3 separate regions of the Sus scrofa genome follow, and regions 2 and 3 are each linked to region 1. A link is a contact called in public Hi-C data. All regions are on one chromosome and are shown on one strand. The core of a region is the stretch at or near the end of the contact, and the rest is flanking DNA. Distances in the headings are between cores, read along the strand shown.

Region 1 (2,808 bases), core at 205-2,704:
CTTTCAGAAACTCCCAAGGGGCTTTAGCTGTTTAAGTTTGGCCTCACAGTCTCAGCAATGTCCAGTTTGAACCTTTTAACATCAGCTTCCTGGGAACCCAACCCGTCTACTGGCTCAGGTTTGATTCCCAGGGTAGAATCATGGCATCGGCGGGCTCAGGAACTCACTGTCAGGGTTATTTTCACAACAGCTTCCTATGCAGAGATGGAGTCTTGGTCAGCTCTCCATCCACGGAAGGGGTGGCCCTCACTTGTTCGGTATAATTTCACTCATCATTTCCGAAGCATTGCTTTCTTTGTGAACTTGTTGAAACAAGTCACACCCAAACACTTCTAATTGTGCCCCACCTGGGCACGTCACACGAGTCGAGTCGCTCACAGGGCTCCGACGTGCTGGCAGGAGGCTGGCGTAGTTAAGTTCTGCACCAGCTTGCCGCATGCTGGACTGTCACTGCAGGGACAGGTGTCCCACTGGTCATGTCCCAGAGTCAGGGGGGCTACCCAAGCAGCCACTAGCTATGCAGCCTGCACAGGTGGGGCGGAGGGGTGTCGCTTTACGCACTGAGAAATCTGGCCGCCTCTCTCGTGGTTTCAGGAAAGTCATGCTGAAGTTCCGACGGTCTTACCTTCTCTAGGAAATAAGCTTCACTGCCCCTAAATGCTCATTTGTTCACAAGAGAACTTCATCAGAGTTTCATCTACATTCACAAGACTTTCTAGAGACTCCTTACCCCCCCACCAACCTCAACAATGGAAAAAGGACACTGAACAGCCAAAAGAAATGCACCCTTTGTATCCGATCCACAGGACAGCTGCCACATGCTCACGCAGGACATTTAAGGCATAGTTCTAACAAGTCTGATCATACGATTTTTTCCGGGGGCGGGGGGGGACTAATTACGGCAAAATGAGGATAAGATACATTAAAAGCAAGCAGTGATAACTAGCAGTCTGGCACAAGGCAAGGAGGGAGAAAAAGACATAAAACCAGACTCAGGACATCAGCAAACATCCCAGTCTAGGGCCATTCACTGTAGAAACAGAATCTCAACCATCCCTCAAACTATTACCATACCTAGCAATGTTTACTCCCAATCTTGGTAACCTGGCCGGCCCTCTTGGTTGCCCACCCAACAGCCATTCTCCATCCTTCTTTTTTTATGGGCAGAGCCCTCCTCCCACCCCCTAGTTGGAAAGCGCTGGGCATTCACTCCCTCAGCCTTCCATGAAACCAAGGCATGGAAATGTGACTCAGTCCTGCCAGTGGGACCCGAGGGGAAGTGGGCTAGGGGTCCTCTGAGAAATATTTTCCTCTCTGATTAAAGACACATGTAAAGAGAAGCCCCCATTGCATTCTTGCCTAGATCTTAGCATGTGAGATCTTGAGGCTTGGAGCTGTGTCCCTGTCTTGTGACCATGAGGGCAGTCAGCCTGACATCACTGAGCTGTCGGATGCATCATCACTGGTGCTGCCCCCTCCAGATTTCTTGTTATGTGACACAACTGCATGTCCTAACTACTGGAACCTCCTCGAACCGGGTTTTCTCAGACTTGCCGTCAAAGGCGACCAGGGAAATGTTACTTCTTGCAGCTTCTGTTCAAGAAGGCAGGATAACGGTACAACCTAGTTCAGAAATATTTCCACTAAGCCTGGTTAAAAACATTCGAGGCACATAAATAGGAAAGTTTTAGTTGTCTGGAAAAATCAGTTATGTGGGCCAGTTCAATCCTTGAAAATGCCAAACAAATGAGGGGTTAACCATAATTGCTTCCCTGGGAGTCACATCATCAAATATTTTCATCCTTATTCACAAGTCAGCCATTATTTCATTTGTCCAGACCTTCCAAACTCTATATGCCTGTGCTCTTAGGTTAGTAGGGAAGATACTCATGGATTCGCTTCCTGGTGGTTAGTCTTCTCTGGCCCCTCCCGTTCCTTGGAGCCTGGTTCGGAGACAGTCTTAACCCAGGATTGACTGGCTGTAAACTCCCCTCCAAGAGTGATTCCATCTGGGGTCAGTTCTTCCTGAAGGCAGTCCGTTCCCATCTCATGCCCAGGCTGCTCCGCATGGTGGGCACACAACCAATGAGTGACCACCCTGATCTCACCCACGACACACTAAACCTCCGAGGCACATGGATTCTAACCACTAGAGAGTGAAATCCCACACACCCAAAATTCTTGCCTACAGGAACCATTAAAGTTCTCCGATTCAGAAGTATCCTACTCAAGGCATTGAAAAAATGAAATCGTGTCTCCTTTTGCTGTCACTGCCTTAGATTTAAGTGACCAAGGAGACAAAATATTATTCAGATTTTGTTAAACTGGTTTCAAGTTTTCACTATCCTTCGCATGCTCTGATCATGTCAACAGGTTACCTTTGGGGTTGAAGTAGCACTACTGAACTAAAGCCCGAAGTTTCTTGAATTTTGCTGCAAATGCAAAGGAAAAAAAATCATAATCTGGGAGGTGACAGCCCAGAATAATGGGAAAAGGTACATGTAGACTTTGGAGTCAGATAAAAACGGGTTCGATTCCTAGCGCCACCATTTATTAGTGGTGAGACATAGGCAAGCAAAATACTTTGTGTCTTGGAATCTTGATTTTTTTCATCTGCAAAATGAAGATGATAATTCTTATTTCATGGTGTTGCTGAAAGGACTGAACAAAAACAAAGCAGGTACTAAATAAATATGCATTCTCTCCCCCAATCCCTCTTTTCCTTAGTTTGATTGTGGTGGTTTCTCCCCCCCCCAAAAAATCTGGCTTTATACATTCTTTATAACGTGAAATTTCTACTAGAGCATA
Region 2 (3,122 bases), core at 264-2,763, 160 kb before region 1:
GAATGACGTTCGCCCAGCCCCCAGGTCTGCCCGACTTTGCCAAAGCCACTTATATGTATGTCTCCTCCAATTAACCACACACAGAGTGCACCCCGGAGTGCTCCCCACCCCGTACCCCCAAGCTGAGCCCTGTCAGGCCCTCCCCCCGCCCCTACATGTGGAAATTCTTTGTTCCCATCTTCCCTGGGCTTTCTGGCTGTGCGGTCCCTCTTCTGCCCTCTCAAGCCTGCTTTGGTCCTTCTGTCCTGGCTCCGGCCAATGGGCCTTCCACTGGGTTTATTCCTGAGGGTAAGACGCAGTCACTGTGCTGGGTCAGGGGTCACAGATGCCAGCCTTCTTACATCAGCCCACTTCAGGGAGCCCCAGGGAGTCAGCAGTTATCACACCTCCCTGAGGCCTGGCCCCCAGAAACCAGAAACCACAAGGCAGTGATGAGGAAATGCAGGGGGAGGGGGTGGAGGCAGGGACAGGTGGCGGCCCACACACTTGCCTGTGTTAGTCACTGAAGGGGCCCAGCAGAGCAGAGGTCATCTCGAAAGCTGGTGCCAGGGGTGGCAAGAAAGGCCCACGGGCAAAACCAGCCAGAAGAGGCGCTCTGTCAAAACACACTTCTCTCTCTTTTTCTTCTTATGGCCCCACCTGCAGCATATGGACATGCCCAGGCTAGAGGTCAAATGGGAGCTACAGCAGCCGGCCTACACCACAGCCGAGGCAACGCCAGATCCGAGCCCCATCTCAACCTAGGCCGCAGCTGACGGCCCCACCAGATCCTTAACCCACTGAGCGAGGCCAGGGATCCAACCCACATCCTCACAAACACTACGCCGGGTCCTTAACCCACTGAGCCACAACATGAAATCCCTTCTCTTGCTGGAGGGGTGGTTTTCTTTTCGAGATGCCACAGCAAGACCCCAAATGCAGGAGGATGTCTTGATTCATCACGGGCCGATGTTTCGTTTTGCTCCATCAGCGCCACGCCCCGTTCCCCTACCGTGCGCCAAGCTCCAGAACCAGCGTCCTCCTCCTGCTTCACAAGGAGCTTTGGCTGCAGCTTCCCTGCCGCCCAGCTGGTCGCCCAGCTGGAACTCTGCCCGAGCCGGCCCAGACCAGGAGTACCACGACCAAGTGTGGCTCAGAGTCGTTTATCCATCACGCGTTCCTTGAGCACCTACTCTCGCGGCCCTCGTGCTGATGGGGTTCTTACTTCCTTCATGGGTTGCCTCCCGGAGATGGTTCTGGAGGCTTCATCAGATGGTTGAGGGCTACGTCTGACCTGAGTGGGGTGCTCAGATGTCCCGACTTGCCTGGAACAGTCCCATTTTATGTCTATTTTCCCAGCCTCATAATCAGCAGAACCCCCTCTTACTATCAGACTCGTCCTGGTTTGGAAGATATTTGTTAGGTTGGGGCATTGCCCACCGGGAGCGGCTCAGGGGAGCTCTGTGTGATGTGCCCTTAACCCCAGAGGAGGAGGGGCAGCTGGGCCGTGAGAGGTAGACGCTAGAGGGCGCCAGTTAGCCGTAATTGGCCCGGCCAAGTCTCCACGTTGGCGCTGGACTGGCAGCCAGGGGCAAGGCCTGTCCTAGGAGAGAGGCAGGCAGCGGCCGGCAGGGGGAGCTCGCCCAGCAGAGCCCAAGTGATCCTTTTCGGGGGGGCCCCCCTTCTCTCGCTCCCCCAGGCACTCAGAAGAGTGATGGAGCAGTGCCTGGGAGGGAAGAGGGGTCCTGGCACTGCCCCCCGCCTCCTCTGTTTCAGCCTGGCCAGGCCCCTCCCAGCCTCTGTCCCTGGCTCTTGGGTGTGGCATGGTCTTGGAGACAGACCTCTAGGCCTGCTCTCTTGAGGGCCTGGCGCTGGGCCTCAGATGGCCGTTCTGGAAAAAATGGCCAGGCCAGGCAGGCATCAGGGAAACTCCACAGCCCTCCAGGGGTGAGGATGGGAGTGGGAAAAGACCAGAGGCAGGAGGTAGAAAGAGCCCATTTTTCCTCCTTGACCTAGACTTCAGGCACAACACAGGGTCCTGGCATGCTCTCCTGTGAAGAGCCCACTGCTCACTGCCCTGCCCTGGCCACTGCCCTGTCCCCCCCCACAACTGGACACAGGACTGGCCTCCAGGCAGGCAAGCTCCCTGTTCCCATTCTGTTCCCCAGCCCCTAGCCCCCTCTCCAGCTGATGAACTTGGGGACGCCAAGCAGGAGAGAGCAGGCGGCCCAAAAGCAGCGTTGGGGACTATTAAAACCACATGCTTTGGTGGCCAACAGACTTGTGCCTGGGTTGCAGCTCTGCACTTGGTGGCTGTGTGACATTGGGCGCGTTATTTAACTGCCCTAAGCCTCAGCTGACTCACCTGCAAAAGGTAATAAAAGAGTATCTATTTCGCAAGGGTGATGTAAGGATTAAATGCAGTAAGAACACAGAGTGCCTCGCTCAGTGTCTGACACCCGCCCCCCGCCCCCCGCCGCCGGGGGGCGGGGGCAGCAGCAACAGCAAGGCCCTTCAGCCCCAGCCCAGCTTTTCTCTCTGCAGCGGGAATCCTCGTCTGAAGGAGAGGAACAAAGATGGATTGCAGGAGTTCCCGTCGTGGTGCAGCAGAGACGGATCCAACTAGGAACCATGAGGTTGCGTGTTCAATCCCTGGCCTTGCTCAGCAGGTTAAGGATCCGGCGTTGCTGTGAGCTGTGGTGTAGGCCGGCAGCTACAGCTCCAATTCGACCCCTAGCCTGGGAACCTCCATATGCCGCAGGTGCAGCCCTAAAAAGCCAAAAAGAAAAAAGACAAAAAAAAAAAAAAGATGGATTGGAAAAGGCTTTATGGGACACATAGTAACTGCAGGTGAATTTTCTATTTGACAGTGATTTCAGTGGCTGTAGGAAGCGGTGGCTGCCTCAGTGCCTACAGCCTCCACCTTTTGAGGAATCACTTCTTCATTTGTTCATTCATTCATTAGTCCCAGATGACAACGGTTGTCCTGACATAATGATTGAGAGCTTCCTTTCCCTCTTGACGTGTTCTGGGTTGGATATTCACGCCATCTGGGGCATTGGGGATTGAGAGAGAGACGCTATATAAAGCCCCTGCCCCCTGGGGCTTACGTGCCAGTAAGAAAACACACATAGATGACTGGA
Region 3 (2,808 bases), core at 289-2,788, 210 kb after region 1:
GAAAAAGTCACGGTCAGAGCCGGTGATAAAGCTGGCACTGGAACCCAGGGGACACGTAGCCTTTGCTGTTCTTAACCACTAACAGAACTCAGACGGTATAAAATGTTCCCTCTTCTCCTATGTCTGCTCTCCACTCTTTTATCTTTAAAACATTTCTTTTTAAAGCCATGCAATACCAACCACATCAGAGAACTAACACCATATATTTGCCCTGCACTGTCTTCCCAGGAATGCAAGGCTTCTAAAGCCGAAAAACACACTACGCTAAAGAACAGTTGCTCTTCATGTTCAAATTACTGATATCAGAGTGAATGGCTTGGTTTTTTTTTTTCTCCCCCCACAACAATGTACCACAGTCACATCACAGCCACACCATGAAATCTTAGGCAGCTCTCACTGTTTACCTTAATTTTGATACATACTACAGAATGTTTAAAAAATAAACTGCATGTAAACATATCTTTAGAAAAGCATCTGATAAAACAAATTCCTATGCCTTTTAGGTAGCTGTATCATCTCCACATCCAGAGAATGAGGCAGGTTTAGTCTACTGAAAGATACTGGTTCCGAAACAAACTAAAGAAACCACGGATTCTCCTAATTTGGCATAAAAACACATTGACAGTCATTTCTGTTCAGCAACCTAAATTCTCTTGGGGATGAAATGAAGGAAGTGGTAATAAAAGAAAAGGGGAGTTCCCATTGTGGCTCAGCAGGTTAAGAACCTGACATAGTGTCTCTGAGGCTGCGGGTTCGATCACTGGCCTCGCTTAGTGGGTTAAGGATCCAGCATTGCCGTGAGTTTGGCATAGGTCACAGATGCGCTTAGATCTGGTGTGCTATGACTGGCGCATGGGCTGCCAGCTGCAGCTCTATTTGACACTAGCCTAGGAACCTCATATGCTGCAGGTATGGCCATTAATGAAGGAAAAAAAAAAAAAAAAAGTAGGACTAGCCTGGCACTAAAAATGTGAGAGGGAGAGGTCGCTGGTAGCGCTGCAGGTTAAGGATCCAGCATTGTCACTGCTATGGCTTGGGTGGCTGCTGTGGCACAGGTTTGATCCCTGGCCCAGGAACTTGCACGATGCCGAAGAACAAACAAACAAATAAAACCCAAAGCCTAAGACGGGCCCAGTGTAAATGAGGCTGCTGGAAAACGTGGGCTCTGTAAGCTGGTCTCAAATCCAGCGCTCAGGCAGACGGACGGTACTGAGGGCTGCGTGGCGATGGTCTGCAAGGGCTGAGGCAACACCGAATACACTAAAAGGGACAGTTTCTGTACCGGGTAATTTGCCTCACAGAAAACAACTGCTCAACACAATGGACACTCCTCTGGGCTTAGCCACAGACTGGCAATTAGGGAAGCGTGGTTCTAGCCTGTCTTCACCAATTATCTGCACCACAGACTTGTGACAAGTTCCTCTTCCAGAGAGAGGAAGCTACGACCCATCCAGCCGGGCTCAGAGGGATGTGCGAAGAGGCACAGAAAGGTCCCCGGCCCACCCGTCCAGGGGAAGGTGCTGTGCGGGTAGGCAGAAGGGACCCGGGCTGGAATCCGCAGCTTCCTCACCAGCCCCTGAGTCTGTGTGGCCACAGTGCTTGTCCCAGCCCTCTGCTCTCACGACGATATAAGATTGTTTTTTAGGCTCATTATTGCTTCACACACTGCCTGCTAGGAAGGAAATATTTCTATGCAATAAAAATTCTTTTGGTGTTTTTTACTCCCTTCTCATCCATGCAAAACAGGAAAGCATGACACATTGCCTTTTATGGTTACAAAAGATCCAGGCTAAGGTTCTTAATGTTCTTAGACAATTGTACTCATAATATGACCACAACACTTTCCTAACTTAACACTGTTTGAAGAGGAAAAGATGCCTTACATACTCCAAGCATAACAGATCTCCAGGGAAGACACAGCCTGACAAATGTCTACTAAATCCAGTCCCAGTCAATCAAATAGAGAGTTTATTGAAATAATGAAATTAACATGCTTGTAGAGGGCTACTAAAAATAAGACTGCCAAGGTAGTTTTAGGTGGTTTTAAAAGCATTGTTCTTCTGTTTGAACCATGCTCTGAATTGTGTGGTCTACAGGGCACTGAAAACCAAGGGCATGGTTGGGTCTCTCATAACAGCAGTACCTGTTTATACTGTTATTCAACAACCATCCCCACAAAGAGTGCTGGAAAAACTAGATACACACAGGTGAAAGAATGAAGTTGAATCCCTCCTTACCAAACGCCATATACAAAAATTAACTCAAAATGAAAAATTAACCTATGTCTAAGACCTAAAACAATAAAAACTCTTAGAAGAAAACATAGGACAAAAGCTTCACATTGGATTTGCCAATGATTTCTTGGATATGACACCAAAGGCAGAGGTAACAAAAGAAAGACCAGATCAATTTGACTTCATGAAAAATTGAAAATTTTGTGCATTAAAAAGATAGTATCAACTGAGTAACAAGGCAATTTACAGATCGGGAGAAAACAAATCATTACCTGATGGATGAATGTCAAGAATACATAGAGAACTCCAAAACTCAACAACACGAAACCCAAATAACCCATTTCAAAAGTGGGCAAAGGATTTAAACAGGTATTTCTCCAAAGAAGATGCATGAGCGACTGATAAGCAAAATCAAATCAGAACAATGAGATACCACCTCCCAGCCATTAGGACGACTACTCCCCAAAAAACCAGAAGACAACAAGTGTTGGCAAGGATATGGAGAAATTGAAGCCCTGTGCACTGCAGGTAGGAACGTAAAATAGTAAAGCTGCTGTGGAAACAGGATGACGGT

What was found. A called contact is a pair of places that touch in the nucleus more often than the background predicts.
Region 2: a Hi-C map of embryonic fibroblasts shows a contact between it and region 1, with 2.8 times the contacts expected there. The contact joins two enhancer-like sites. A contact is called at or near these places in 2 of 47 Hi-C or Micro-C datasets (embryonic fibroblasts and subcutaneous adipose tissue) and 1 of 2 datasets of contacts at active chromatin or transcription factors (alveolar macrophages).
Region 3: a Hi-C map of embryonic fibroblasts shows a contact between it and region 1, with 1.8 times the contacts expected there. The contact joins two enhancer-like sites. A contact is called at or near these places in 2 of 47 Hi-C or Micro-C datasets (embryonic fibroblasts and fibroblasts).

Annotation. Positions count from the first base shown.
Region 1 is chr3:110,939,642-110,942,449 of Sscrofa11.1, forward strand. All of the region lies in intron 10 of BABAM2 (BRCA1-A complex subunit BRE), which reads right to left. Among named protein-coding and RNA genes, the nearest start is that of FOSL2, 98 kb to the left of the region's middle. Within about 2 kb of position 1,455, at least 6 of the 83 cell types and tissues checked have an H3K27ac peak or open chromatin away from gene starts, as enhancers often do. A contact at or near this core is called in alveolar macrophages and embryonic fibroblasts, where this site is marked.
Region 2 is chr3:110,783,513-110,786,634 of Sscrofa11.1, forward strand. No RefSeq gene overlaps it. Among named protein-coding and RNA genes, the nearest start is that of PLB1, 44 kb to the left of the region's middle. Within about 2 kb of position 1,514, at least 26 of the 83 cell types and tissues checked have an H3K27ac peak or open chromatin away from gene starts, as enhancers often do. A contact at or near this core is called in alveolar macrophages and embryonic fibroblasts, where this site is marked.
Region 3 is chr3:111,145,688-111,148,495 of Sscrofa11.1, forward strand. The region is part of intron 6 of BABAM2 (BRCA1-A complex subunit BRE); the gene reads right to left. Among named protein-coding and RNA genes, the nearest start is that of BABAM2, 180 kb to the right of the region's middle. Within about 2 kb of position 1,539, at least 27 of the 83 cell types and tissues checked have an H3K27ac peak or open chromatin away from gene starts, as enhancers often do. A contact at or near this core is called in embryonic fibroblasts, where this site is marked.